Regions from separate parts of the Bicyclus anynana genome. Here region 1 is linked to region 2. Evidence: chromatin contacts called from public Hi-C data. All regions are on one chromosome and are shown on one strand. The core of a region is the stretch at or near the end of the contact, and the rest is flanking DNA. Distances in the headings are between cores, read along the strand shown. Region 1 overlaps LOC112046638 (trithorax group protein osa). Region 2 overlaps LOC112046638 (trithorax group protein osa).

Region 1 (4,764 bases), core at 1,046-3,545, 150 kb after region 2:
CAACATCTGACAAAATATCTATCTATGCTAAATCGCTTGGCGGTACGTGCGCGCCGGTACGGTGGTAACTAGCCACGGCCGAACTCCCACCAGCCAGACCTGGACCAATTAAGAAAACTCGACCGACCCAGCCGGATCGAACCCAGGACCTCCATCTTGTAAATCCACTACGCATACCACGGGTTTATTTAACATTACCACCATCCCTCATAGGAGCAGCGTGGTGGGTCCTAGCTCCACATCCCTTCTTCTATATGTATAATCTGGAGGTCGGTTAGATATGCTGATAATGATGATGTCAAATCCAAAATTTTTATGTCGCTGCGTGGCTATGCATATCCGTGTCACCTAGATGAAGGTATCAGTTGAAAATCAGTGCTGTATGCTCCAGCAACTGCTTGGATCATGCAGCAAAATGTTGAGCTGGTACCTTTTTCAAGGTTGTGCCAAACATGACAGTGTGGTGATGCTTCTGCTACTTGAGTTTTGGTCTTGCCTTGCTCAGGTGGTTGAGGCATCGGACGCTGCATCAGTGCTTCGGCATTGTGGTGTGTGACACAATTTTAAAATAAACGTTTTTTTCTTTCCTTTAAAAACGTATAGCTTTCGTGTGAAAGCGATGCCGCCGCCAGAAACGAGTGAAACAAACGCACAACCCGGCGCGTATCCGCATCAAACATCTAAATCTAAATATAGCCGGCGCCGATATCAGCGGGTCGCCCTTGAACCAGTCGCACGGAAACATTTTATTATTATTACCGAGCTGTCGGCGAGCAGAGTACGTCGGGTCGACGACCCCGGCAAACCACGTGTCTCCTTATCGACAACTATCTAACACGATTGTGGGTAAACAACGAATGCGTTCGAGATAAATGACTAATTCCAACGCAACGCTTGTTTATTTGAGCCATTCATGAATTAATCACTGTGTACACACGATACATACTTATTGTAGTGCCGAACGCGGTACGTGATTGCGTGTTATCATAATTGATTAGCGACTACGTACAATACGGAATGCGAAAATCGGAGTGCCCATAACATTAAGAGCTCTCAATTAGTGTCATATAATGCTTTACGATGAACATCATTTAGGCTCAGTTATTGTGAATAAAAAATAAACCTCAATAGCACAATGGTAAAGGGACTCTCGTCACCGAGAGGTGGTGGTTCGATCCTTGCCTGCCTGACAATTGATTGACTGACTGACTTGTACCCACTTTTAATACAGTCTTTCCTAACTATAGTTGCAAGGGAATGTGATTATTGGTCAAATTAACAAAAAATATAGCAAATATCATTTATTTATTTACGGGGCCCTTAGTCATGAGCTGGTTCGTATACACCGACGTGAGTTTTAGCAGTTTTCATAATAAATTAATATATGAATAATACTCAACGATAGTTTAAATTCTTAAATGGCAAATATTCTTTAAAAAAAATCTATTTATAAGAATCACTTTGGCTGTGTGTGTAGTGAATAAGGTGTACAGTCAAGCGTTTAGTGTGCAAAACTGAATATGCATGTGTGACTGCACTCTGCTGTGATAACACTCCTTCAGTATCACACAAACGAACGAACAGACTTCCCGAAATAGATTGACTATGCACGATTGTTCAACGCGAGCGACGGTTTCTTTCAATCTTAACAAAACAAGATTATATAGAAAGAAACTATCGCATATACGAAACACAAAAACTATGTGTAACTCAACCTTCTCCTTCAGTACTCTTAGTTTCTGTTCTTTATATTACAAATAAGTTAAAACGGTTCTATAAAATGAAAAAAAAATACATAAAGAGTTTGATCCCAAAGCTGGCGCTACCTTCAAGTGTGTTCAGATACACAGAAAGCAAATGCGTTATACGAGTAATCAAAAAAACACACAGCAATCGACCACCGATTGTACGACTATCCGGACGCGCGTGGAAACACGTGTGAAACAAGGAAACGGCTAAAATATTCACGACATTCAGTTCGGCAATTGTCTACGTGGCCCTCACAGCAAACCTGCAAGCACTTGCCATTCAAACGATTTAGCGTCGAGTGCACATTGAACGGATCCAAATAAAAGAGAAAGGGGTTGGAGTTGAACGGTGAAAATTAAAAAAAAAAACAACTACGAAGCAGTAAATCACAACCCCATAAACAAATGGGCTAATTGCCGAGTGCCTTGAGGGACGGAAGAGCGGCTTGCACCGTGGGAAGTGGGACAGTTACGTAACCGGTATTTGTTCGGCCTACACAACACACAACGCAGGTCCATCCTTACAAATGCGTACGACCTTGGATGTGAACTCTAAAGTGTAAACAGCACGTGCTCGATGCATTGTTTTATGGCGGCTCGGTGCGGAACGGCAACAAACCGCACTAGGATTTAAACTCCGGAGAAATGCCGCCGCTGACGACCCTATTCTATTGCATTTGGGTTCAAATTCCTTTCCGTCCGCTGCCACTTGGAAATTCGTCGTGACATTTTTAAATACACTCTTTGTTTGTTGAAAATGTCCATTGTGATTCCCGGTTCCCGTTTTGGCGTTACATCCTTTAAAAGTGTACCTACAGTCTAAATCGTATAGCGACGAAAACATTGTGCCGTTATTATAGAAACGAATGGCAATGGCCTGCAGTGCTGAAACAGCTAAATAAATAGAACATAAACAATACCAAGAGCGGCCTTACATATTTTTTTCATGATTTACAAGTTAGCGCTGGCCTAAGCGTAGAGGGACATTCAAACCGTTTTTTCTTACGCTTTCGTCCAGCCTTCAAAAATAATAATATTACAGTATAGTATGCATCTAAGTTCGAGTCCATTGATATTGCAACATGCCGAACTGTACAGCTACTATACCCGGCTGGGACATTAACTCAAAATGAAAAATATATATTTTAACTTTAAGTATAAGGATATGTCGAAATGTCGAAAACCATTTGACGCACAAAGATGAAATTCGGCAGGGATGTAGTTTATATAGTAAACGTCCTACAGCTAAGATCAGATTTTTCAAGAGGGCCGGATTTACGAAGTCTAATGCCGGACTAAGTTGCGGGCGTCCGATAGTTTTTTTTTTTTACTATTCTTTAAATGTTAGCCCTTGACTACAATCTCACCTAAGTGATGATGAAATCTAAGATGGAAGCGGACTAACTTGTTAGGAGGAGGATAAAAATCCACACCCGTTTCGGTTTCTACACGACATCATACGGGAACGCTAAATCGCTTGGAGGTACGTCTTTGTCGGTAGGGTGGTAACTAAACCACCCACCCACCAGCCAGACCTGGTCCAATTAAGAATAACTCAATCGGTCCAGCCGGGGATCGAACCCAGGACCTCCGTCTTGTAAATCCACCGCACATACCACTGCGCCACGGAGGCCGTCCGCTAGTTTCGTATATTGCGGCGCCACACGCCTCTTGTTCGAAGCAGACTCGAAGTGGTGTATACTACTAGTATAACTGTAGTATTTATCGGAATGTCATTTCAGATCAACTGTGGACACCGACACAAGTAACATGACACCCAGATACGGCAGCTACGTGAAACCCTTTCGAATTCACGCGACGCTGGTTGCACGTGTCAAATGTCAAGTTCCATTCACGTTGAAACTGTGATCCGTCAAACGCGTCCCTCCACCGGCTGGCTCTACATAATGTATACTGCGGAGAGTGCGAGCGACGGTAACACGGAACGCCGTAGAACCGTCGCGTCGCGGCTGCCTTTATCCCCTTTCGTAACTGGGAGGCTGACGCACAAATCTCCGCCTGGAAGCGAGTAATATTTGCCTACACATCAAACTTTCACTATCGCAGTGCGCTTTCGTTTTTATATCCGCTAACGGCGGGGCCAGCTTTGTTATTCCTCTGCACAGTTTTTTTTTTTTTCTTTTTTCCCTTTTGCAACTAGCAAGTAACAACCGGTACAGGCCATGGCGAGTGTAAAATTGTAAATCGACAGCGTTCACGCTGCCTTTCTTACGTTTTCAAACTGTGAATGAAAAACGTATAATCGGACAATAAATTGTTATTAACATTTACTTAATTAAAATTGCTAATGTTTCTTTTCTTATATTATGATTCATGTAGTAATTACCTACTAATTGTGTGTAGGTATGTGACGTGTAAATGAACACAATGTTCATTCATACTAATAACTCACGTAACAACAGTCCATAATAAAACAAAGTGACATAATAATTAAGTAATCTCAGCAAAGATTGAAGCTAAACAAAGTTTAAATGTGATATTGAAAGTCATTATCCTCTATTGAAAATAAAATATAAATTACGTTTTCCTTCCTGTTATGGACACAATTATACAAAAGAGCATAAAACAGATTTTGTATTCAAATAAATATTATTACAAGTAATACAAAAAAAATTAAAGATCATAGATAGCTAGTCTAGTTTCTATTGATTGTTTTTAAGGCGGTGCCAAAAACCAATAAACTTTAAGAGCCTAATTGGCATAGCACCGCCTTCAAACCTATCAATAGAAAGGATATAGGTATGATGTTATTTTTCGCTTTTTAGAGCAGTGCAATTTTGAAGTCCGTTAACTTTTTTGTGAAAAAGATTTTATACTCATTATAGTACAAAAATACTTGCTTGTAATTACTATGACAGTACTTTTCTGTCCTAAAGTGTATGCAGCCTATGCATCATAATGTCTTTGAGGTACTGGGGATTTCTCGGATAGAAGCAGGTGTTACTTTGCGGAGGTTCATCATGATTATATAATGATTTTTTTATTTAGCTATCAA
Region 2 (5,164 bases), core at 577-3,076:
GGGCCTGCGCCAGAGCCCGGGCGGCCCGGCGCGGCGGGCCCGCCACCGTCCGACAACGACGACGACGGCCGCGGCGGCATCGGTACGTTCTGGGTACCTGGAACAATAACACATCAACCGATGAGTTTATTTGTGGAGAACCAGACTTTCCTTATTAGAGGGCATTTGGTCCTTAAAGCCTGCTCCAATGAGGGCTGGCGGACTTACGGTGATAACGTAACAATCACTAACTATGATGAGGATGAATATGATGATGATAGTTTCTGTAAGCAATGTCAACGTTGCAGTAAAAATTAAATAAAAATATTACTCAAGCTTTGGTCAAAAACTTGCTTCCTTCGTTAAAATTTTGATGTTCCTTGTAAATTGTCGAAGAAAGCAAGAAACATATGATTTACTTTAAATTTACACCGTATTATCCTGCATAGTTTCTTCGATTGCTAAATCGTACAACTCCTGTTTAGTGAGTAATGACGTAACGTTAGATTGATAAGCATGCAAAGAAAGGGGTAATAAACCGTTCTTTGCAAGCTCATGAACATTATTATGTTATTAAAAATATAACAAAGTTTGCTAAAGAACACCCATCAACAAATTACTAATGGCTTCCAAAACATAACGACAGTGATAACGTTCAGCGTAACGACAATCGTCCCACATTAAACTGGATAAGCATCGCAGATAACATACAATCGGTGGAGACTTTTATCGGGTCGTAAAACGCCTTCCAACAAGCACTAGTATCAAGGTTGGCAGACGGCGGACCGGTGCGGGGTGCGTTCGCTTTTCGGGCGCAAACAAACCGCCGGTGGGATGGGAGCCGGGTGCACTTGAATTAAATTGTATTCGAGAGTGCAAGCGACGAATGTTTCCGTGTGTGATCGATCCGACCGGCGGGCGCACTTCGCACACACAATTTGAATAATACAGTTAACGAGGGCTTAGGCGGGCCGTGCATCAATCGGGAAGAGAGACGGATCACTTTCGTTTTCCGGCACGTGAGCGGAATACACGTACAGTGGGGTACCTACACACAGCCTGCGAATTCTCAGTGCGCTTCGCCGTATATGTGCATACTGCATGCGACGCGCACGCAGCGCATTGACCGAGGCCGCTGCGGTGATTTGCGACGACGAAAGTGGTATGGCGGCTTTTATGTAGGTCGATTTGAACTTAAGTAGTTATGTCACCGTTGCGTGACACAACCCGCCCCCTTCTCCGTGATCTCAGCAGACTCAGTAACTCAGTTTCGCGTGAAGCGGATTCTAAGCAACAGGCTGTACGCACTTCTTCAAGAAGTCCCCCTGTCTATTCGGAGTTCAAAATCAAAACAATAATGTTCTCTGTTGTTATCTAATACAAAAAAATGTCATGTCACGGAGTTTGTGATTACACTCCCTTCCTGTTTTTTTTTTTGTTTAATAGCTAACATATTTTAATATAATGTTGTCAGCTTAAGTTGCAGCGGAATCTCTTGCAGAAATTCTTACAATCCTGCTCCGTTAACATAACCATACCTACTCGTATAACTGCAGCCAGAGACAGTAATAGCGAATTTGTCCAGCTGACTGACTTTAGCTTTTTTATGCAATCCAAACAAAGGTTTCCCTGATAACGATTTCAGTAGTAGATACTTCAGTACTACAACTTTTCAATAATAGCCCTTCTAAAAACCATCGAGTTAAGCTTTCAGAGAATGACAAGTGTCAATGAAACCCTTGTTAATCTCAGACTTTTAGTTCAGATCGAGAGCGGCCGTCACACTGATACGGCGCCGAAGCACCGACGGCCCAGTGACGTTATCACGAGCAAGGGACGACACTTTAATCTCGACGAGCAATTATTATCGGCGCATTATAATAACGTCGGCGTCGATCAGACGGCCGGCAGACGGCGAGGCGCCGGTGAATCACCAGCGAGACACATGCCCACCTACGTGACATCTATTTCTTTAAAAAGCATTAATGACTTTTAAACGAGTTCAATACGACTAACTATAAACGAAACGAAACGTAAACAAGCAACGAGCTACTAACGCACTGCAAGACGGTGATAGCCCACTGGAAATGACCTCTGCCTCCGATTACGAAGGGCGTAAATTCGAATCAAGTCCGGGACATGCACCTCCGTTCATGCACATCTGGTCAATTATGTGCATTTTAAGAGATTAAATATCAACTGTCTCAAACGGTGAAGGATAAACATAGTGAGGAAACCTGCATACCTGAGAATTTTCTTAATTCTCTACGTGTGTGAAGTCTGCCAATGTGCATTGGGCCAGCGTGTTGGACTATGGGCCTTACCCCTCAGCAGTGAGCTGAGTATACCAAACTTCGGTACGAAGATAATGATAATAATATTATTTATATCCCGAGCAGGTACACTGCGTTTTGCGTTGTCATTTCAAGTTTAATTTGGTGAAGGTACAACTTTTTACCTGACTACCGAGAATAACTATAGTCCAGTGGTTACCTACGTGCCCTGAGTTCGATGCCTGAGTCGGGCTAAGAGAATCTGAGCTCAACTTTCTTTTAAGAAACTTTCAATACAAATTCTCAGCCCGGAGTTGGGAAGTTAAACTACCATAAAGTAAGAAAGACCCTACTTTTTCCATTCTTCCATCTCTAATATAAATACATATTTTAGGCAAGCGCGTTCCACCTTGGACAAAGTCATTTTCGGATCGTGAACGCACTCTAGATCAATTTTGCGTTAGAAAATAACAAGACTCTTGCCGGCTACTATTGTAAATTTTAATGTGATAAGGTCGGCAAAAACGCAATAGTGCGTTTGCATCACGCAAATTGCATTGTGTATTGTAGCGAGTTGAAAATTAATTGAACTAAGATTATTTTTGCGACAAAGAAGTATCTACAACTAATACTTATTTCTGCCGCCAAGCGGCACATCTGAAGGGTAGTTGTCAGTAAAATTATAGTCACGCAGGCCTTAGCACCTATTGCCTCAGGTCGACGAGCGACGCATTGTAGAACATGTTTAAAGTGAACTATGGGCTGAGAAGCATTTTCATAGACGATGATTTAGTTTTTTTTTTCATTAGTCGTCGTTATCAACCCATATACGGCTCACTGCTGAGCTCGAGTCTCCTCTCAGAATGAGAGGGGTTAGGCCAATAGTCCACCACGCACGCTGGCCCAATGCGGATTGGCAGAATTCACACACGCAGAGAATTAAGAAAATTCCCTGGTGTGCAGGTTTCCTCACGATGATATCCTTCACTGTTTGAGACACGTGATATTTAATTTCTTAAAATGCACACAACTGAAAAATTGGAGGTGCATGCCCCGGACCGGATTCGAACCCACACCCTCCGGAATTGGAGGCAAAGGTCATATCCACTGGGCTATCACGGATTTTCATTAGTAACTTAGACTAATAACCTATAGACCCGCAAAACCTACAAATTTTTCACTCCAAAAGTAAGCCACTTCTGTTATTATGTGAGTTTAAGAGCTAAGCTAATTACCCTACACGCACGCACACAAGCGTACTTATCGTAGCGTAGCGAGGCGTCAAGTGCTCCGATTTCGGGGCACATAAAAAATCGGCGACTACACGCTATCTTTGTGTGTAAAATAATAGCCTATGTAAATAATAGCCTAGGTACAAGAATTTATAAAATCTGTTCCGTACCCATTTTCCGTTCCGTACACATTACTTCGTACAACCCAAAACTTTACCTCTTTTTGTATAGAAAACATTATCAGAATTATTAAGCCTACATACAAAAAGTTCTAAACAGCCACAAAACAACAAAAGTTTACAATAAGGAAGTCGGTTAAAAATAATGAATGAATAACTTGTAAGCTTCGTCAGAATTTCGGTTAAATGAATAATAAATTGTGAACTTCGCTAACAATCAATTAAAATAACAATTAGTTGAACATCATTGATTTATAAGTATACATAACATAACTCATATGCATAATAATACACATTAAACAAGCGCATGTGAATCTAAAACTCACGATGACTCACTGAAACGTGATGAATGTTTGAAAATCTATAATTGAAACAATTTATTCTAAAGTCTATGACCGTGCTCGCATAATACCAACATGACTGACGTGTGATAAGAGATACTTATGATACATTGTTGATTCACCATCATTGTATTATTAGCCTATTAAAATTGCGTATGCCTCTCGCTGGTTAGTTACTATCAACATCATTATCAATCCATATTCGGCTCACTGCTGAGCTCGTGTCTCCTCTCAGAATGGTTAGGCCAATAGTCAATCACGCTAGCTCAATGCGGATTGGCAGACTTCACACATTGAATTGAGAATTGAGGAAATTCTCTGGTATGAAGGTTACCTCACGATGTTTTTCCTTCACCGTTTGAGACACCTTCTTAAAATGCACACAACTGAAAAGTTGAAGGTGCATGCCCCGGACCGGATTGGAACCCACACCCTTCGGAATCGGAGGCAGAGGTCATATCTACTGGGCTATCACTGCTCTTAGTTATTATCACGTGTGTTATATCTGTACGAAAACAGGAGTTTAAGCCCAACACGCTGCCTCAGTGCAGGTCAGCGGTAAAGTGGTATAGGCGCAGTATGTTTTCAAGACAAACATAACAATAATAATATTAAAAGCCTTTATTCAGAATTTGTCTGAATGTCCTTTAGGACAAAAGCCTCCTCCAAATCCTCCTACATCCTAGGGTAGAGGTAGGGTAGAGTAGGGTAGGGTAGGGATAAGGAAGAAGTGCAATACGAGTAAGTCAAAGCGAAGCTTGACCGGATCCGTTAGTCATAAATAATATTCACTTTGGTAGCCTACTGCGCATTTCTTGTATTTTTTTTTGTATTCATTGTATTGTATGTTTCTGTGTGTACAATAAAGTGTATTTTCTTTCTTCTTCTTTCTAGACTTATTGCAAATAGGTTGCCTAGTTAAATTACGGCCAAACAATTCAATAGTTTGTATAAACACCTACTAGTACTCGTAGATATATCCCAGCACTTCATAAAAACAGTAAGTCTTATAATACCACATACCCAACTGGTATTTCGCCTCACAACAACAAACGATATCGAAACATTCAAAGCAGTTTGGTAACGCGCGGGCGGCGCGCAAGTCACAACCAGCTCTGTCAAGGGCAGCCGCAGCGCAGGCCGAGGTCTTTACTTTCCCA

The links. Hi-C and Micro-C count contacts between places; a contact is called where the count stands out from the background.
Region 1: a contact with region 2 is called in a Hi-C map of whole body, with 2.1 times the contacts expected there. The contact joins two enhancer-like sites.

Annotation. Positions count from the first base shown.
Region 1 is chr22:5,793,341-5,798,104 of ilBicAnyn1.1, forward strand. All of the region lies in intron 1 of LOC112046638 (trithorax group protein osa), which reads right to left. Among protein-coding and RNA genes, the nearest start is that of LOC112046638, 8.2 kb to the right of the region's middle. Within about 2 kb of position 2,296, at least 8 of the 8 cell types and tissues checked have open chromatin away from gene starts, as enhancers often do.
Region 2 is chr22:5,647,980-5,653,143 of ilBicAnyn1.1, forward strand. It overlaps LOC112046638 (trithorax group protein osa), which reads right to left. Exons shown (of 17, transcript XM_052888489.1): 6 at 1-97. Among protein-coding and RNA genes, the nearest start is that of LOC112046635, 24 kb to the left of the region's middle. Within about 2 kb of position 1,827, at least 8 of the 8 cell types and tissues checked have open chromatin away from gene starts, as enhancers often do.